2 separate regions of the Hordeum vulgare genome follow, and region 1 is linked to region 2. The links are chromatin contacts, called in public Hi-C maps. All regions are on one chromosome and are shown on one strand. Each heading gives the region's core, a stretch centred on a gene start, on an enhancer-like site or on the middle of the called end of the contact. The rest is flanking DNA. Distances are from core to core; before and after follow the strand shown. Region 1 holds the start of LOC123448711 (serine/threonine-protein kinase AtPK2/AtPK19-like). Region 2 holds the start of LOC123448708 (protein ENHANCED DISEASE RESISTANCE 4).

Region 1 (4,642 bases), core at 1,654-4,153, 300 kb before region 2:
GCCGATTGCACAATGTACTCAAGGTGAACGTAGCGAACTTACCCCTTTCAGCAAAGAGTGAACCTCACTAGACAAATAAGTCGGAAGCTTCATCTTCTCCTTCACTATCTTCTGCTGAATCTTGTCCCTGTTTCCACCAAAAAATGGGGGCTGCAACATATAGACAAATAATGAGTGTGCAAAGAAAAATATATAAAGCGGGTAATTCATCTAAAATGCAGATATTTCTAGTCAGAAGATTCCTCTCAAACAACTCACCTTGCCTGTAAGCATTTCAAAAAGAAGGATCCCCACACTCCACCAGTCTGCGGCCTTATCATGACCTCTGCCCTGAACAATTTCTGGGGCCATATACTCCACAGTGCCGCACATTGAATTTGATCTAGTGTTCTCATCAAACTCCTTTGCCAGGCCAAAATCAGTTAGCATGGCCTAAAATGGAAGACTCAAGTCAATAAATTTCCCCTCTGGCGGTCATAACGTGAAGACAAGAAAAAAGTGAAATATGAAGACACATTAAAGGATCTTACATGGCCATGAGCATCCAATAAGATGTTCTCAGGCTTCAGATCTCTATGCATAATCCCATTGGCATGAAGGTGGGCTACAGCAGATACAATCTCAGCAGTATAGAGGCGTGCAAGCTCCTCCCTACCAGACAAGTAGAAGCTTAATTAAAAGGTTGTCAAATCTAGATAAGTGTAAAGACAGGACTACAGAATTAAATTACCTAAACAAGCCTTGTTGGTAAAGCTGGAAGAAGAGGTGCCCCCCATTTACAAAGTCCAAGACTAGATAAAGTCGGTACTTAGTCTGCAAGTAAGTTTTGGTTTTAGTACTGGCAGATGCATAACACTAGGAGAATATATCCACGCTTGAAAACACAGTGCACACACAGAAAATGGTAACGACCTACCTGAAAGGAGTACCTCAGCTGCACCACAAAAGGATGATCAACTTTTGTCAGTATATCTCTCTCTGCTTTCATGTACTCAGCATGGTTCTTCTCCAAAATCTTGTCTTTCCTCATGACTTTCATTGCATATATTTCTGAAGTACATTTCCTTCTCACCTGATAGACTTTGCCAAATGCTCCTTGGCCAACAAGCTTTAAGAGTTCAAAGTCGTCGAGTCCAACAGCCTCATTCTCCTTTGTTGTATTATTGAGCTCTTCATCATTAAGACCCCCCTGCTCACTTTTCTTTTCTTTAGAAAGACACTCTAGCAGATCTAATGAGCTCTCTGACTCATGTAGAGTAAGCTTACTAAGTGGCAAGGATTGGCTAACAAGTGAAGTTGGGCCAACAAGAGAATGAGATCGCTTGGTAATGACTACAGGGTCGTTGTAAACCTCCTCATTCGACTCGGCCAAAGGTGCAGGGCTGCCTGGAGTGAGGATGCTTACTTCTGTGGGGGTATGGACCGCCGTAGCACCAAAAACATCGTTAAAATCGAACTCAACATTTTCAGGAAGGACAACATCAGGAGGCCCTTTTGGCAGAAGTATCATCCCTGTAAAGAGCTTGGGGCGTTGTGTGTGGGCTGTTGTAACAGAAGGCATCTCTGAGGAAACCATCTTCAGGAACCAAGATTCAACAATCTATAATCTTGATTTCAGCTAACAGTAGCTGTGCCACTTCCCTCTACCAATTCTATGGGGCAGCTCTGTCTAAGGGAGGCTCCTTCCACAAATACCCAAGACAACGGAAGATGCAGGGCTGCGAACAATGGCCTTGAACAAGTGGAAGTTCACAGAGACAACAGGAAATCCCAGGAATCCCGGGCGAAGGCAGGGTGGGAAGCTTCCGTTGTTTCCCGATGAACAGGAAACTCTGGATGCCACTGTTCTTCCTGAATACATGAGATCAACTTGTCTATGGGCTGCACGCAGAAGGATATTATAGTTAATTCAACAATTTCACAAATAAGGAAGCTTGTGCTAAGAAGAACACTGGGATTATTCGGAGTATAAAACCATGTGCTGATCTGCAAACTGCTTCGGTAGGGCACCGTGTTATCTTTATCAGAGACAAAACGTAAAGGCAGTAAAGTGTGTTCTAAAAGTAATTTGCTACTGACGTAAAGAAATTAGTTTTCCAATCAGAGGAACAACAGCATTCCAAATTTAGCACCAAAAGTCATGAGACCCACACAACCACAGGATACCTCTGTACCTCGAAATAACCCCGATGGGAGAAACATCCATCCTATGCCCGATCTAGTGCCTATCCAAACACGAAGCCTAACTAAAATTGACGTTCCTATCTGCCAAGAATGGGAACGCATGTTAAAATAAAGCTAAACAAAAAAGAAGGGGAAGCAAACTTATTGGAGAGATCGCAATTTTACTGCGCAGCAACGCGTATCCACGAAACCTCTCGCGGCTTACACCGAAATTTAACCCTACAAAACCATACTTTTTTGTACATAATATGCCACCGAATTACACTCACAAGGACACAATTACCATGGGAGGTCAAGGCATCGGCTAAATCCCAAATCGGCCACTTGCCCCTGCCCCCTATGAGCGCCACAGATCCAAAGAAGGGAATCCTGCGCAGATCTAACAGACCCACGAATCCGCGCCCAGGCACCAACGCAATTGTACGCCGCGAAACCCGCGGCGCTCACCGGTCCGACGAGCAATCACAAAAACCATAACTGCACCCGAAATAATCGGAAAAGGACGCGTAAAAGAAGCGTGCGCGAGAAGGGACCTGGCAAACCAGGAGAAAAGTAAGGAAACGGAGGAAGGGAGAGCTGGAGAGACCGCGACGACGAACCTTTGCGGAGGGTGAGGGGGAGCGGCTGGAAGCGGCGGCGAGTGCACGGCGATCCCCTGCGGCGGGGCGGCGAGGGGGCTCCTGTTATAGAATAGGCGCGTGGGGTGCGGGGGCTCCGGTAACTGCAAGGGGACGCGTGGCGGGCTCGCGTTGGTGGACTCGAGGGGGGCTCGCGATGCGAGTTGGCTTGTGGCGAATATGCCGCGCCGCCGAGATGGGCCGCCAGTTGGACCACCTGGGCCACACTTGTCATACTCACGAGGGGGAAAGGAAGAGGCACGCGGGCATTCTGATTCTGGTGCTTGTCAATCCGCTCTCCTCGCGCAAAACGGGATGGGTTCTCTTGGTTTGGCGCCAAGGTCGCTTCTAGTTTTTGGTTTGGTTTCCCTCCTGCGAAAGGGATAGAGATAGAGCTCTGCCGTGTGCATTAGGATAAGCCGAGTCAAAGTTTCTTTTTTCTGCGGATCATGCCAAAGGGAGTATGTTAGAGAGGTTCTATAAAGAATCTTGTTTTTCACGTCTTATCTCTATTTTTAAAAGGAAATGCCATAATGGCCTATTTTATTGTTGAGAAATTATATAGAGAATCGCCGCACTACATCTCTTTCATGTAGCGGCTCGCGTAGCCTCATGTGCATGCAAAAATCTTCCACCTCATGCTTACATCATTGCATTATATGTCTTTTTAAATTTTAAAAATGGTTTATCTCACAGACTAGTAATTTGATCCGAGATTTGCTTTTACCGTTAGGTTCGTCTCGACGAGGCCTTCAAAATAAGATCTCATATTGACATGTTTCGTTGAAAAAAAATTCATCGTTCCTAGTTGCCACATTTATGTCGTTATAGTTGTCATCTTACGGGTGTATAGTTGTCATAAAAAGTATACATAGTTATCAGGACAATACTTTTTACGCATTGCAATGTTATGTGAAGCTAAAAGTGGGTATTAAAACACTAACAATAAGCAAGTAAATGCATGAATCAGCATAAGTACAATCAATTAAGTTTTTTGTGGGATATATCAACATTCATAAGCCTGATAACCAAGTTGATTTAATGTGAGAACTATATAACAAATAATGTGACAAGTAAGTGATAATAATCTAGCAAGTACCGACGAAAACAAAAGTTATCAAAACATGTCGACATGAGATCTAGTTTTGAATATCTCGTCGTGAAAAAGTCAGTAGTGGTGAAAGCGGATCATTAATTGAGATAACGGTTTGGAAGATAAAAAATGCAAAATCAAAAGAATATTTAATAATACCATACTTGTGTAATGTTGTATGCATGCAAGGAATGGATGGAAGCTAGCCCCCGCACGGAAGGACTAAAATGCGATGCCGCTCCCTAATGAAGTATTTTATTGTTTAACGCAAATGTTCACGTCGTTCATGAGAAACTCGGAAATAAAAGAGGAAGAACCATATCTACCCAATTACATGAAAACTCGGAAATAAAAGAGGAAGAACCATATCTACCCAATTACATGAAATATCATTCCTTTTGCCACCGCACGAGACGTTTGCTTCCCGTAAAAAGTGCATGAATTGGACATCTCCTAACAATCCGCTATAGTGTTAAAAAAACATGCTATAACACTAAGCTCAATTAAGGTCTTCAATTAAAATTGGATCATTCGATTTTGATCAGGTCAGCTATTTCTTAAGGAGGTTGAATTGGGTCACCCGATTTTAATCAAATCAACAATTTTTCGAGGAGATGGAACTAGGTCACTCATGGATCTATGTAATACTTATGCTTCATAAGTTTGGAGGCCGCTTAATCGGATGAGGTCTTCAATTTAAAACACGGCCACTTGATTTTGACTAGGTTAATAATTTCTTAATGAGCCC
Region 2 (5,019 bases), core at 813-3,312:
AACAACAACAATTGCTTCAGAGGAGCAAATTCTAGTACGGCTGATGCCTTATAGCCATATGTTACCTCTATGGGTAAACTATAGATAATTAATTTACCTACATTAAATTAAAGATCATCATGGTTGATGTTGTAATGAATTTAGCAAAATTAATGGGTATTTCAAGGAGTTATCTTGAAACCATTAATGTGAATCTCAAATTGCTAAATATGACATCTTGAAGATAATCTCCGAAATGGAGTAGATCTCGCAGCACTAGGGAGTATAATCTGATGAAGTCAGTAGACTCACTCGTAATGCCTTATGTCATGACTTAGTAAAATGTGTGGGAGAGCACTTTGTAAAACAATCATAATGTCGAAACGACAAAATGTAGGCTTTATCAATAGTGGTGATAATCTGCAAAGTAGTAGATCTACACACTACCTTGTGATCCCAAAACATCAATTTGAAAAACAACACTTAGAATTTTGCATATCAATTCTTGCTTGTAGCAAGACAAAGGCTCGATTAAGATGAATTGATTTTTATTTGCAAATAAATGTATTAATCTCAACATGTAATGAACATGGGGATACATACATTTCGTAATACATCGTACTCAATAGAAATACATTACTATTGTAACGAATAGTAATGATGTTGCAAACTTGATGTTCAAGTGAGAATCTTGAATTGTATAGACCTCAAATTAAATGAGATGATCTTATATCAAGTTGCAAGATAATTCACCATGGTGAATTAATATTTTGCGAGAGAAAATTGATCTCAGTAGCAATGAGATTGTTTGCGAGAAAATATATATTTCTCAATCGCAAATCAATGTTGTTGTATGAGAGAACTTAATCTCAATCGCAAAACAATGTTGTTGTATAGAGAATTGCAATAGCAAACACATTTCAACATATACACATTTCTGAAATTTAAAACTCAACAGAAAATGAGTTGAATGCATATCTATACATACATGGTTTAAAGATGACAAGTGCCAATGAATAGCACAAATAGTTGGACCATGTTAATTTATCCTGAGACGTACATAAATTACTCCGAAGAGATATACACACAAACCTATTATGAAAATAGGTAAAGCCACATGGGCTAAAGTGTATAATCACGAAGAGATAAGGCTCTCTCCTTTCCATGTGCGGTTACGAATCGAATGATTCGTTTGGGCTCACGCCGCCGGAACACTCGCTCGCCGGCCAGCGGCCGCATGCTTTGCCGCAGAAGGACGCGTTGATAGGCGATGTCAGGGGCAAAGGCGGCCGTGCGCGCTGGGAGCCATCTCGAAACCAAGCTCCTCGTCGGGGCCATGGCTTGGCGCTGGCAGGCGCACACGGGGCCGACCACGGCTTGGCGCGGGCAGGCGCACACGGCCACGACACAGCCGAGCGCGGGCGAGTGAGGCCACTGCCTGGCGCGAGCAGGCGCACACGGCCACGGCACAGCCGGGCGCGGCCACGACCGGGCGGACGGCCGCAAGGCACATCGGGGCGCGGCGCAGAGGCCGGATGGACGTGCGCGCGGCCAGGGGCTGCTCGGAGCCGGCGCGGCGGCCGTGCGAAAGCCTTGTCGAGGGCGGCCGACGGGAGGAATCGGCTGTTGGAATGGTGGGCTTGCCATTGCTGCCCGCAGACGTCGATGGCGATGCAAGCCAGGAGAGCCCGTGCGTCACGTGAAGGATGTCCGTCGCTCCGTACGCCGGTACGACGCCGACCGTCGCAGAACTACCAGGCCGAAGGCCATGGTTTCTCGCGCGACTCGTCCATGCGAGAACGCTGGGAGACTCCACCGCTGTGCACGGATAGGGCGCCGCGGTGTGCCGAAGGCGTCCTTGAGAGGCCTCCTCGTCGGTCCTTCCGGCCTTTCTCTCTCAGCGAAGAGTCACGCGCTGATAACGTGTTAGAGTAAAACGAGATTGAATGAAAGTAACGAACGATCAGTCCTGATTTCTATTGATTCTCAAGTTTATATACATCTGGAAGAGGTGCGAAGAAGAGGTGCCTGTTCGGAGGCATTCCTCCAGAACAGGTGCCTGTTGGCAATGGAGAGAGAGAGGAGACACGACTATTCGGGTTGGACACATCCCTTGAATTAATATAGTAATTAATTTCTAACAATTCTGTTGCGCTGTTAATTTATACCCCGAGCGCGCGTTTGACCGCGGACCCTCCCTCCTTCCCTTCCTCCCCGAGTTGTCTCTTCTCTCTCTCGCTATCGCCCTCCGCTGGCAGCGCGCGGCCAAAGTCTTCCCCGCTGCGCGCAACCCCGTTCAGACCGGGGATCCGGGCAATTAAACCTTCCTTCCTACCACCAGTCAACTCTCCTCCTCCTCTTCCTCTCCCCCCTCCACTGTGTTGTGTATATACAATATACTACTCCTCCGCTTGAGGCTTGACCTGACCTGACTAGTTGTGAGCGCGGGGGCCGGCGTGGAACTTCCCAGAACTGGAGCTGCAACTGCGGGAGACGGCAAGGTTGTGGTGTTTGTTGCGCCTCCCTCCTGGAGAAGAGTGGTTCAAAACAACGAGGAGGAAGCAGCCACGGAGCGGGAAAGGTGACTTCTTGGCTTCTTCCCCTCTTCCTCTTCCTCTTCCTCTTCTACCTTGGGCATTCGGTGGCCTTTCCACTGTTTTTTTCTTTTTCTTCCTCAACCTCCTCCGTCTCGAGCTGCGTTCCTCTCCAGATTACTCTCTTCAGGCGTTTGTTCCTAGTAGAGATCATTAAGTCGGTATGAATTGCTCTATCTTTTTTATTTTCCTTGCGCTGTACTAGGACTAGGTTGCAGCTCCATACGTACTTCCTCCGTATCTAAATAATTCTTGTCGGGGAGAAGTAGCGTATACGATTCTTCTTCTTCTGAGAAACGTACGATTTACGAACATGCAAGATTCTCCGTCCGTTCTCTATGGAGATCCCCTTATGGATTCGGCAAGTGTACGTGTTACTACCAACCAACCAGCATGCCAAAATAAGCTCTAGTTGAGCATTATTAGTACTCTACGTTCTTGTCCCAGTAGATTAATTCTGGATGAACAAGACAACGGGATCCCAACAATCAGTACCTTCCGATTTGTCCCCTCAAAAAGAAAAAAAAGGTACCTTCCGAATTTGTTTGTTTCTCTAATCGGCCAAATTCCTGCCTATTTGCCAATGGGCCAAAACGCCTATTGCCTACTGATGATTTCAATGTTCCAACTGCGAAGGCAGTACGTGGTGCAATCTTGCCCCTGCATTTCTTGCTCGTGTTCAGCAGCCAATCTTGTTTTTTTTTTAAACGGAGGCAAAAGATTTGGCTCATCTCATTAATTAAGCAGGAGAGAATATGGATTGTCTGCCAATCTTGTTTTTCACGCAAACAGCACCTGATCTTATTTGTAAGTGGTGCTGTAACTTTATTTTTCCAGCACTTTATCCTTTATGTTTCTTCCGATTTGTTTCATGCTACGGATAAATGTTATTCACCTTAAATGGACTTTGAATTTTTTAGCCAGGTTGGGTTTTCATGCTATTATTACTCCAACCAGGTGCTATTGGAATTTGATCATTTTTCTCTTGAATGTTTGCAGATACAGAAACTCTGGATTCTGGACCTGGTGTTACGACAGACAAGACATCTGTAGTGTAGCAGTCATATCAGTTTGGTGGTAGCTGGTAGATAGCTACAGCCTGGAAATATTGTGCTGTGGGTGATGTCCTTGGTCTTTCTTGTTTGATGGCAAGTGCAAACACAGGCGCGTTTCGCCTTGTGAGGTGCCCAAAGTGTCTTAACATTCTACCAGAACCTGCAAATGTTTCTGTCTACCAGTGCGGTGGATGCAACACCACTCTTAGAGGTACGAATTCCATGCTACACTGAACTAGCAAGGTTTTGTCGTTATGAGCTGATATGCACCAGTCGGTTTGCTCATTTCTTTCCAAGGAATTGATTGTTCTTTTTCTTTTTGGAAAAGGATTGATTGTTCGTTTTGGTGTATGTTTACATTTATGCAGCTAAAATCCGTGCCAGTGATGCACAAAATGTGGCCACCAAACAAGTTCAGCAAGATTCCCGGGATTACTCTGTTGTTCCCTCTGAAACTGTGAGCAATGGGGTGTCGACAAAACAAGTTCGGCAAGACTCTGGTAATTACTCTGTTGTTACCTCTGTGAGCAATGGGGTGTCTCCCCAAAGCAAGGAACTGGGTTCTATTGGTGCTGCTGCGGATGATTCCATCACTCTTGGTGCTTCAAGCAGCGAGATGGAGCAAGAGGGCAATGGCACCGGAAGCAGTGAGAAGGGTGATATTATGTCAGATGAGGAGAATGTTATGGAGGTTCCAAATACTGAGAGCAGCCAAGACAACAATTCTGGTGACGATGACACCAATGGAGAAATAGAAGATCTTGCTGCCCTTATACAACCCAGTGGCAGTGGGAATGGCACACAGATAGTAGATTCTGACAAAGAAGAGAACAACACGGTAGAGCAAAGCGCAGAGAATTCAGAGGATTGCAAAATAAACGAAGATGGTGATAGGGAAAGCAGCCTGAATACCTCAGAGCATAACATGCCTTCATCCGAGGAAAGAGAATTAGCTAGCAATTTGCCAGAATGTGAGGAGATTGGAGCACGCAAAGCTGAACCTGCGGCAAGCAAGAAAAGCAAGCTGGTAAGGGTGCAATCTCGGTCTTGTGATCTCCGAGAAGTGCCTGGAGTATCAGTTGACTTGCTTGATTTCCACTCTTCCCGAACTTCATTCCAGTCAAAAAGCTTCAGGGCAAGCGAACCTCTTCAATCAAAGATTATGAAGACGGTGGATGAATTGAAAGGTGACCTTTCTGAAATCTTCAATAAACCTTCAGATTGCAAGCCAAGGGCACACCCTCCCCATCCGCTGAAACAAGATGGTTACAGCCAACCTCTTACAGCTTACCATCCTGCTGTCAAGCATTCGGGCTATGCATCTCGCCTGAGTAGGTCTGGCCAAGTTGCTCCCCATGGCCATGGACTGCCCTTACCGCGGTATGGCCGGC

Evidence for each region. A called contact is a pair of places that touch in the nucleus more often than the background predicts.
Region 1: a Hi-C map of seedling shows a contact between it and region 2, with 4 times the contacts expected there. The contact joins the promoter of LOC123448711 here to the promoter of LOC123448708 in region 2. A contact is called at or near these places in 2 of 6 Hi-C or Micro-C datasets (leaf and seedling) and 1 of 1 datasets of contacts at active chromatin or transcription factors (embryo).

The regions. Positions count from the first base shown.
Region 1 is chr4H:396,582,176-396,586,817 of MorexV3_pseudomolecules_assembly, reverse strand. It overlaps LOC123448711 (serine/threonine-protein kinase AtPK2/AtPK19-like), which reads right to left and starts at 2,903. Exons shown (of 7, transcript XM_045125686.1): 1 at 2,784-2,903; 2 at 917-1,881; 3 at 731-813; 4 at 531-651; 5 at 259-432; 6 at 43-150. The coding sequence starts at 1,576.
Region 2 is chr4H:396,285,811-396,290,829 of MorexV3_pseudomolecules_assembly, reverse strand. It overlaps LOC123448708 (protein ENHANCED DISEASE RESISTANCE 4), which reads left to right and starts at 2,062. Exons shown (of 3, transcript XM_045125680.1): 1 at 2,062-2,560; 2 at 3,573-3,839; 3 at 3,997-5,019. The coding sequence starts at 3,719. LOC123448709 reads right to left here and starts at 1,942. Exons shown (of 1, transcript XM_045125681.1): 1 at 898-1,942. The coding sequence starts at 1,626. The coding sequence ends at 1,102.